Linked DNA regions of Mus musculus: regions 1 and 2 are each linked to region 3. The links are chromatin contacts, called in public Hi-C and promoter capture Hi-C maps. All regions are on one chromosome and are shown on one strand. The core of a region is the stretch at or near the end of the contact, and the rest is flanking DNA. Distances in the headings are between cores, read along the strand shown. Region 1 overlaps Hmcn1 (hemicentin 1). Region 2 overlaps Hmcn1 (hemicentin 1). Region 3 holds the start of Hmcn1 (hemicentin 1).

Evidence for each region. Promoter capture Hi-C pulls out the DNA fragments that hold promoters and counts their contacts. Hi-C and Micro-C count contacts between places; a contact is called where the count stands out from the background.
Region 1: a contact with region 3 is called in a promoter capture Hi-C map of neural stem cells. The contact joins the enhancer-like site here to the promoter of Hmcn1 in region 3. A contact is called at or near these places in 11 of 39 promoter capture datasets (the C10 cell line, the HPC-7 cell line, embryonic stem cells and 7 more), 1 of 15 datasets of contacts at CTCF or cohesin (stem cell-derived epiblast-like cells), 41 of 484 Hi-C or Micro-C datasets (3T3-L1-derived adipocytes, the AML12 cell line, the C2C12 cell line and 25 more), 7 of 115 datasets of contacts at active chromatin or transcription factors (PVALB interneurons, bone marrow-derived dendritic cells, cardiomyocytes and 4 more) and 2 of 9 other capture datasets (adipose tissue and embryonic stem cells).
Region 2: a contact with region 3 is called in a Hi-C map of nephron progenitors, with 2.7 times the contacts expected there. The contact joins the enhancer-like site here to the promoter of Hmcn1 in region 3. A contact is called at or near these places in 3 of 39 promoter capture datasets (embryonic stem cells, frontonasal cranial neural crest and liver), 2 of 484 Hi-C or Micro-C datasets (both in nephron progenitors) and 3 of 115 datasets of contacts at active chromatin or transcription factors (cardiomyocytes, craniofacial prominence and embryonic limb bud).

The regions. Positions count from the first base shown.
Region 1 is chr1:150,759,622-150,762,508 of GRCm38.p6, reverse strand. The region is part of intron 15 of Hmcn1 (hemicentin 1); the gene reads left to right. Among named protein-coding and RNA genes, the nearest start is that of Hmcn1, 230 kb to the left of the region's middle. Within about 2 kb of position 1,373, at least 27 of the 459 cell types and tissues checked have an H3K27ac peak or open chromatin away from gene starts, as enhancers often do. A contact at or near this core is called in bone marrow-derived macrophages, fibro-adipogenic progenitors and neural stem cells, where this site is marked.
Region 2 is chr1:150,742,007-150,745,296 of GRCm38.p6, reverse strand. It overlaps Hmcn1 (hemicentin 1), which reads left to right. Exons shown (of 107, transcript NM_001024720.3): 23 at 217-344; 24 at 1,441-1,710; 25 at 2,938-3,033. Among named protein-coding and RNA genes, the nearest start is that of Hmcn1, 250 kb to the left of the region's middle. Within about 2 kb of position 2,021, at least 22 of the 459 cell types and tissues checked have an H3K27ac peak or open chromatin away from gene starts, as enhancers often do. A contact at or near this core is called in craniofacial prominence and nephron progenitors, where this site is marked.
Region 3 is chr1:150,992,017-150,994,931 of GRCm38.p6, reverse strand. Hmcn1 (hemicentin 1) reads left to right here and starts at 1,497. Exons shown (of 107, transcript NM_001024720.3): 1 at 1,497-2,148. The coding sequence starts at 1,881.

The DNA of each region.
Region 1 (2,887 bases), core at 124-2,623, 230 kb after region 3:
TCATGTGTGTAGTGGTTATTTTCTTTCTTTGAGTCTCAAACATCATATTGGAATGCATACATTAAGTGATACAATATTCAAGATTAGATTTTGGTCTTTTAATGTGAAATTCATTATTTCAATTTGACTTTTTTTTTTAAGAAAGGGCTTGAAAAAAGTTAAGTACTAAGCTTAGTAGTGAATAAAATTATTCATTTGAGTTCCAAAATGATTGGGCATATTTCTGAATTGCTCGTGACTTAAAAACAAAAGCATGCTTTTATTCATGTCATATGGCTCTTAGGGCTTTTGAATTGTTTAGGGTGGGGCAGTTACCTCACAGCAGCAATACTAGAACAACAACAAAAAAATCAACAAAAGGGCTGTTTGATATCCTTCTTGAGTTTTAACTTATTGTAGCAAGCATCGTTTTTTCTGTTTCTCATTACCATGGCTTTACGTGATGGACATTTCAGGTCACCAGGGAAAGTTACCAATGCTTCTCATCCCTTGTAAAGGGGGTCGTGAATTGTGAAGTCATTTGGAAGAAGAGAGGATTGGAAACATCAAACAAAAAGTTGGTCTGGCAGGATTTTTTTTTTCTCTAAGCATTCCACACCACACAGGGTTTGAGTCTTACACTGTGGTTTTGTGGTTTGTGATTTGATGGAACCAAAGCAATGTGTCTAGTCATTTAAGGAAAGAAAATCTCTAACTAACATAATGCAAGAGTTGCCACAGAAGGAATATAGATTTAACCGTGTTGGGGCAAGGAAAATAATTCGGAACAGTGTTTAGAGCAAGATGGCAAATTTGTTTATGACATATATATATGAGTCTATGTTGTCATAGTTATCTCTGAAGACAGTAGAATACACTATGGTGTTAGCCCATGCATATCTCAATGTGCTACACAGATGCTTAGGAAATCAACAGGAATCACACATTATCTTAGGAGGCTGCTTGCTGCATCAAAAGTTAAACTAAATGCAAACATCATTAGTTTAGGTTATTCTTTAGGAGGACTAAGACCTAATAAATTAACTATAATTTTCACGTTTAATACAATTAGTTTTTAGGTAGTTTTCTATGGTCCATGATTAGTAAAGATGGATCATACTACTATTACTTAACGTATGACATACTACTATTCCTTTTTGTTCAGAGAAATTAAACTTGGGAAAAGGCTGAAGTGACTTTCCCAAGATCACAAACCAATAACAGTGGGACTGCCCTTTGAAATCACTCTGTGGGAATTACCCCTTCTGAGTCATACACACACTCTCTTCAAAACAACAAAACAAAACAAACACCACCACTATGTACTGACAACCACTCAACACTGCTCTTCTGGTCTCCTGTTTCAGTGATCTAGTCACGACTCATTCCACCCCCCCCCCCCCCACACACACACACACAAAGAACCTCACTTGGAGGCTGTGTTGGCCACAGTCAGGAGGAGGAAGTACTTAAGTCTTCTTGGCTCAGCTAGGAGCTGCTTCATTTTGGAAGTTTGTTTGTGGTGGACGTTGTTTTGGCTGCTCTTGCAGGCCTGGTGTTCTCATTTGCTTCTTGTTTTGAGACCCAGTGTGGATGTTCCCTAATCTGATGTCTGGTGCCTGATGCTGTTCAAGAATCTACTTGCAATGCATGATTTCTCCCATCTTGATTAGGTTTGTGGGTGTAACTTGAGTTTGCTCTTTTGCTATGAATCCAGATTTTCCTTCTCCATTACTTTCTCCATAACATGCTAGAGTATCACTTTTCATTGATAATTATAATTTAACATTTTAATAAAAGGGAGGTTTCTCTTCCCTGAGTTGGTGGATTTCATAACCACCATAACCAAGTCTTCTCTATAATCTTTTACTGTTTTTAAATTTATTATTTAGTCCATTGCAACATTCCTCTGCCTAAGACCTGGGCCTTGTACAGTTTGAGACTTTTAGACTTAGCTTCCCTCTTTTCATAAAAATATTTACATTTTATAATATCCTCCTCCTCCTCTTCCTCCTCCTCCTCCTCCTCCTCATCATCATCATCAAGATAGGTTCTCACTCTGTAGCTCTGTCTTGCCTGAAACTATTTGAACAGGCTGATCTGAAATCACAGAGATCTCTCTGCCTCTTGAGTTATCACATACCACATCAAGCTTCATGTTTTAGATTAATTGACTATGTTCACTCTAGAAAGAATTAAATTATAGAAATGAAATAAGCAAAAAATGTGTTACATTGTGAACTATATTTAAAATATCTACTGGTCATTTTTATAGGTTGAATTCATATGTATACATACAAATTAAGAAAAACTATCTAAACAGAGGTAAAACATTCTCTTCTCAAAAACATCTTTTTCAATTGTTTTTATCTTAAATTTTGTAAGAAGGCTTTTGAAATTGTCTTTTTCCTTTCGAAAGTGCAAGTTCAAATGTAATGTGGTGAGGTGTCTCTACCACTTTCTTATACATAAACACAAATTTGAATTGTTACCATAGCTTTCCATGATAACTCAATAATTCATTCACTAGTATCCAGTAGCCACATACAATGTACCATGTATATGTTAGCTACTGTTAAAGGATGTGTGTGTGTGTGTCTATATATATCAAAAAGGGAAGTCACCATGCCAATAAAGAGGTGATGTCATTGAGGGGTGTCCCTTGGAAACTGGGTTAAAGGGTTGTCAGTATTTCAACAACAGACATTACACTTGCAGGAGAGGTGATAACACAAGCTACAACGAGAAAAGTTGGTTCTGCTGTGGAGAAGAGCCAGGATTGCTGACTGGCCACAAGCCAGGCTCTGTGTAGTACAGGAAACAATGCACACAAAGCTGCAGAGTGAAAGGAAGTCTATTCCAGGCTAAAAACAGAACCCCAGCACTGGTGGAGGACAGCTGTATATCC
Region 2 (3,290 bases), core at 772-3,271, 250 kb after region 3:
AGTAAAAGAAAAAATGGATTTTCTGTTTCTAATGACATCATCCAGAATATAAAAGATAGTTATGAGAATTCCATTTCTATGGCTGATACATGCTACAGTGGAGAGAACTGTTTCAAACGTTGCGTGCAGTACAGAAATTTCACGCTGAAGCGCCGCTGCGCAGGGGATGTTTGCACTCTCGGGTTCTATGGTCTGATGTGTGGGTTTCCCTTTTAGACACACGTTCCTCCCTTCTGGCTCAATGAAGATCACAGAGACCCGCGTTTCAGACAGTGGGATGTATCTGTGTGTTGCCACAAATATTGCTGGGAATGTGACTCAGTCCGTTAAATTAAGTGTCCACGGTGAGTGTTCAAAGGGAGGCCAGTGATGGCTCTGTCCACGGGGCCACAGCCTTTGTGACAGTGAGCCTCCAAGTTGCATAAAGACTAAAGATTCCTGAGTTGTAAGTCTGTCCTTCTCTTTCATTTACTCTGAAAGGTTTGTTAGCCATCTACAAATAACTCCCCCTTCTCCATTTCCAAGTGTATCAATTACAGTTTTGGAAATGTGTTTAAAACATTGAGAGCTAGCTGTATTCTCATAGAAGAACATCATACTTTTTAAACAGTCATATCTGACATATGAACACTGTAACTGAGAAAATGTTCCTTTCGATCATTATTTGATTGCATTGTGCCTCTCTAATGGAAGTGTTTTATCCCTTTAATTTACGACAGCCCACCAGTCACTCATCCCTTCAGTGCACTGATTACCTACCTTTGTGGAAGGTATCGTGTAGATCCCAGATATCTAAATATCAGAGGGAATTCCCTGAGATGGTACTAACCCGGTTGCATTTCTAGACCAGTCATGACAATGGCATCCCATTGAACTAGAGTTTTGGCATTAAAGGAGGGTCCCGTCACTTACCAATTCTCAGGCATCAGATATATTAATCACTTATCCTATTTTATCTTTAGACAATAAACACTGTCTGTAGGTTTTGTCTCTGAAATTAGGAGAAAGCTTTAAGAACATTTTCTTAGTGTCTGTCTTCCATAAAGGATACAAACAGACTACACAAAAAGAATTGTTTTTCTGGTTTGCTCTGATAGATAGGGGTCCTGAAAGGGCTTTTAACCTTACATCACTTATAAACAAAAGGAAACTCAGCATTGGTAAGTGCTTACTATTCATCAAGTGTGGGACCAGGATTACTGTACCTGCCATTTCCTATAGTTCCTTCAGTGCACTGGTTCTGGGCCTGCATAGTTAATTGTGCCTGGATTGTTAAAGAAATGGATCTCAGGAGGCTGCTGGCCTGCCCTACATCACACAGCTAATAAGTGACTATTCCACTCTTTTTGTGTGACTTCTTGGTAAGAAGTTCTCATTCTACATCAAAAAATATAGGGACTTTTAAATATTTGATGATTAATGCTCAGTTGTGCTTTCCAGTTCCTCCAAAAATACAGCATGGAAATCGACACATAAAAGTCCAAGTCGGCCAGAGAGTGGACATCCTATGCAATGCCCACGGGTCTCCGCCTCCCGTGATCACCTGGTTTAAAAGCGGAAGGCCGTTCCTTGATGGAGCGCAGCATCCTGGTAGCCCAGACGGAACGCTGAGCATTGAGCAGGCTGTGATCTCAGATGCTGGCGTATATACATGTGCTGCCACGAACATAGCCGGAAGTGATGAAGCAGAGGTCACATTGCATGTCCAAGGTGGGTTTTGGCATAAGAACTGTGTTTGGTCAGGTGAGGCTGAGGAGTGGAACGAGGACCCCCCCCCCCATTCCCCCCACCCGGAGCTCTGCACAGGATGTGCAATCATGCAGCCCTTTAGAGCGATTTCTACATAGAACTTTAGCTCTAAAGGGAGCCTTAACCAGAAGCAAACACATGATTAGCTAAGCCTGAGTGACATTTTCATGTTTACTTTTGAAACTAAAGGCCCCGGTGTATAAAATGAAGCAGTCCTAGGTAATGGCCCACCCAGTCTTTCTGGTTTGGGAGAAATTGCAGCTGGAGCAAGCTGGAGTAGCATTTCACCTCATACCTCATCTCAACTGATCCCTGAGAGCTCACGGCTCACGGCTCCTCTATTGTTGTTGGCTTTATTTTGAGGTTTGTTATGCAGGTTGGGCCTAATATCTGTCCTGGTTTAGGCAATGGTGGTGACATTGTGACCCAAAGCCCCTCCTTTCTTAAGCTATTCTCGTGCAAGTAGACATAAAGCAAGCAAAGAAAGAAACAAGATTCATAGAGAAGGAAAAAAGCTCAGTGGGGAAATTAAAATAGGATCGCTGTCCTGGGAACTGGGTTGGATTGCCAGGCAGGAATTCTCTAATTCTCTAAAGAAGCAGGATTTAGGTGAGATCTCACTGGCTGGCAGGAGCTAATCACTGGATGTTTTCTGTCTCACCCTGCCAGAGGGAAGGCCAGTACAAAGGCAGGAAGTTAGCGCAGCAGGGTAGAGTAATCAGTACAACACTTAGCACTTAATAATTGGGACATCACAGTTCCTGGGAAGTGAAGATCTAAAATGTTAGTAGGGAGCTTATTAGCTCATTTTATTCACTCAACAAACCTTACTAAGTTAGAGTCAAAGGAGAAAGGTAGACATTTCTAAAATCTCAGAGGAACATAATTACAGACTTTACACACAGGTTGTGTAGAATATTAACCCAAATGGGACTGTATTTCACAATAGTATACCTATAAGAAACCTATTAAAATGGGTGAGAGAGTGCAAAGGTTTACGTGGCAATGGAAGGATATGAAGATATAGACGTGGGGACAAATGCAGTGCTTTGTGATTGAACAACAAACAGACATGTCTGTCGGGAGATCAGAAAGGCAGAAAAATCACTAAGCGACCAAAGACTAAAGGGACCAGAATGAGAGAGAGTCTAAGGAAAGTCAGACACGGTGCATTTGTTTTTCTACTAGAACCACCTTCAGTGGAAGACCTGCAACCTCCTTTTAACACTCCGTTCCAAGAAAGGTTGGCCAATCAGCGCATCGAATTTCCATGCCCTGCAAAAGGTATGTAAGACTCAGGGACACAGGCATGGATGCCAGCTTGTAATTATGTGATGTGACTCCAGTATTCTTCATTACACTCAAAATACAATACTTGCACAATTCCACCTGCCAATCCTTCTAACAACGTTTCAACACAATAGAAACGCTCTTGCTTCAAACAACTCTTTGAGTTGGTACTTTTCCATCCTTCTTGTTTTATTTCTCTCACGAAAAGGCTCTTCCAGCCCATCAAGCTTGCTTAATCTAAGACTCCTTTC
Region 3 (2,915 bases), core at 248-2,747:
GGTCTCTATGACCTAGAATGAAATCCTTTTTAAATAAACAAAGGAATGGACTACTCAAATAGCATTCAACATTCTCTAAATACTACTTGGAAAGGAAACATGTTCCCTCCCTCTCCTCTCATGTTCCCACACCAGCCCAAATGGCCCGTGTGCTTCCTTTAAGTGACATGACTTATAGGTATCATAAAATCAAGTTCCACAGATGGTGGGTCTGAAAGAGAAGACAGTTGGAGATTATAAAAGGCTGGTGGGAGCTGGCCCTTTCTCAGGCTGCCCCATGCTAGAGGGTGGTCTCATACACACTCAAACCCAGTTTAAAGCTGCCCAAGTGCTGTACTTCGAATGCTTGCATCCAGACAATAGCCCCTTTCCTGGGGGAGGGGGGCGTATTTATTAAAGGGGAACAAAGAATGGTTAGCGCATGAATGACTTTCTTCGCTTACCTTCTGAAATCTGTTAATCCGGCTATAATGTATATAATGATTGCGACTTGGAAGAACATTGTAATGTTTTCCACCGTAAAGTTTCCTTAAGTTTTGGCAGGAAAATGTCATTGAGAGGAACAACATTTCAGTGGATCTTTGCCTGAGACGTGACACATAGTTGTACTGGAGGGTATGTGAAATGGGAATACTATCGCATCACCATGCTTCGCAGAGGATTTAGGCTGATCAGCAAAGTGAATCTTGATAACGAAATTTCAACTCCCCCAGAATTTTTTCTCCCCTCCCTTCCCCTCCCCTCCCCTTTTCTTTTCTTTCTTTAAAAACAAACAAACAAACAAACAGACAGACAGACAGACAGACAAACACTGCTCTTTCTATTGGACGTCAATGTTTTATTGATACCCAGTTTCCTTTCCCAGTTCCACAGCACAGCTAGGGACTTTGTGATGTCTCTTACTTTCCCCCTATCTCCTTCCATTCTCCTTTGCCTCTACAGCTCCCTCTCCCTGCCTCTCCCAACTCCGTGCCTTCCTCTCATCTAAACACTCCCCAAGGAAGATCAAAGAACCATCCATCCTGTAGCTGCAGCCTAGAGGAAAGAAAGCTCCAGCTCCCCCTTCTGGCGGGGCTGAATGTTGGGTTGAGGGACAGGAAGCTAGGCTGGGGCATCTTAGCTTCTGCACTTGGGGTGGGCTGGGGAATTAGGTGTTGTCTGAAGCAGCTTTGCACAGACATTAGGGGAAAAAACGTGCACCAATTCCCTTTGTGCTAGCTAATGTGATGCCCTTGAATTTGGGAGTGGGCCACACATTCCTGAAAGCCATTGTTTACCTTGGAGTTTTGGAGATTGGCTATAGCTCTGAAGGGAACACCAGAGCTGACTTTGCGAGCGCTTCCCCGGTACTGGAGAGACTTGGAACTCACAGAGGGGGAAAGTCGCCCTCCGGGGTGGGGGCTCCAGCAGAGGAGGGACGGCCGCTGGCCAATCAGAAGGAGAGGTCGCGCCGGGCTTCGCCTCCAAGGGGCTAGCTGTGGAAAGTTGGGAGGCTCAGTCGCTGGCCTGGAGCGCGGCGGCGGAGGCGGCACCGCAGGCTCGCAGCGTCCCCCAGGGCATGGACCCCGCGCTCTGCGGGCGCTCGGCTACTCGCAGCTCCCTGCACGCGGCCGCTTAGAGCCCAGGACCTACCCAGCCGGACAAAAGGCGCCGCATCCCTGCCCAGCCCAGCCCAGCTCCTGGAGGCAGCCGGGCTCCGGGTTGGTCTGCATCTCATTCTCCGCTCCAAAACTTTTGAGTTAGTTCAGAGACTGCAAAAGCCTGATGAGGCACCAGAGAGGAAGCCAGTCCTCTGCCTGCTGTTGAGGAGTAAGCACAGTGGTTAGGAGCTTAGGGCAAAGAGAAAAGCAGCGAGCAAAACAAGAAAAGAAAAGAAAAAAATGATTGCCCAGGAAGTGGTCCACACAGTATTCCTGGTGGCTCTTTTTCGTTCTTCCCTAGCTGGAGATGGGACTCCGCAGTCTGAGAGCAGGGCTGAGGAGATTCCTGAGGGGGCGTCCACGCTGGCTTTTGTGTTTGATGTGACTGGGTCCATGTATGATGATTTAGTTCAGGTTATTGAAGGGGCTTCCAAAATTTTGGAGACGTCTTTGAAAAGACCTAAGAGACCTCTTTACAACTTTGCTTTGGTGCCCTTCCATGATCCAGGTAAGGGGAATACTTACTCTCTGTATTTGTTGTGCTTGGTGATTCATAATTCTATTATTTCTTATGCTATGAATTTGTTATATTGTCAGAAAGTTTCAAAAGCATTTAAAAAAATGCAGCGGAATACGATAGTAACAAAGAATTGCCTACTGGCATCTGGGGTTATATCTCAGTTTAGCAAGGCTTAGCCATGGAGTGAGTAGATGGCTTGTTTAGGGGGATTAAACAGTGGTGCCCTGACCTGGAAATGTGGTCCTCTGAAGATGAGAACCAGGACTTTGTAGTAGCAACAGCAGCAAGCTCAGAGTTAACCTGCTTGCATTTTCAAGCTAAAGACTGTTTCAATTGCTAAGGCAGCCACGGGACAGGAATGGGGTTTTCAGCAGCAGGGCACTGAGCGCAAGCGAGCACACACTCTCAAGATAGCCTCACATGGGAGAAAATCAGACCTGCTGCAGGGCACATGAGCAAGTCTGTAAATAGCAGCTAGGATTGGAACTGGAGGCATGAAAATGAAAGACAGAAGCCATTCATTCTGTAACTGAATCTATTCACCGTGGCACCGGGTCATCATTAGTTAGATTCACCGATGTGTGTAAACAGTATGTTCATGTCTCAGGCGGTACAAATGCATGCAATTTGCTAGGTCTGTGCTCTTGAAAGGTAGTTGAAGAAAAATAGCTTTATGTTGTGCCCTGCAGCTGTGGCTTTCTGCTGCTGTACTGTAACATGATCCTATTTACTCTTTTGCAGTTTCTTTTTCAAGT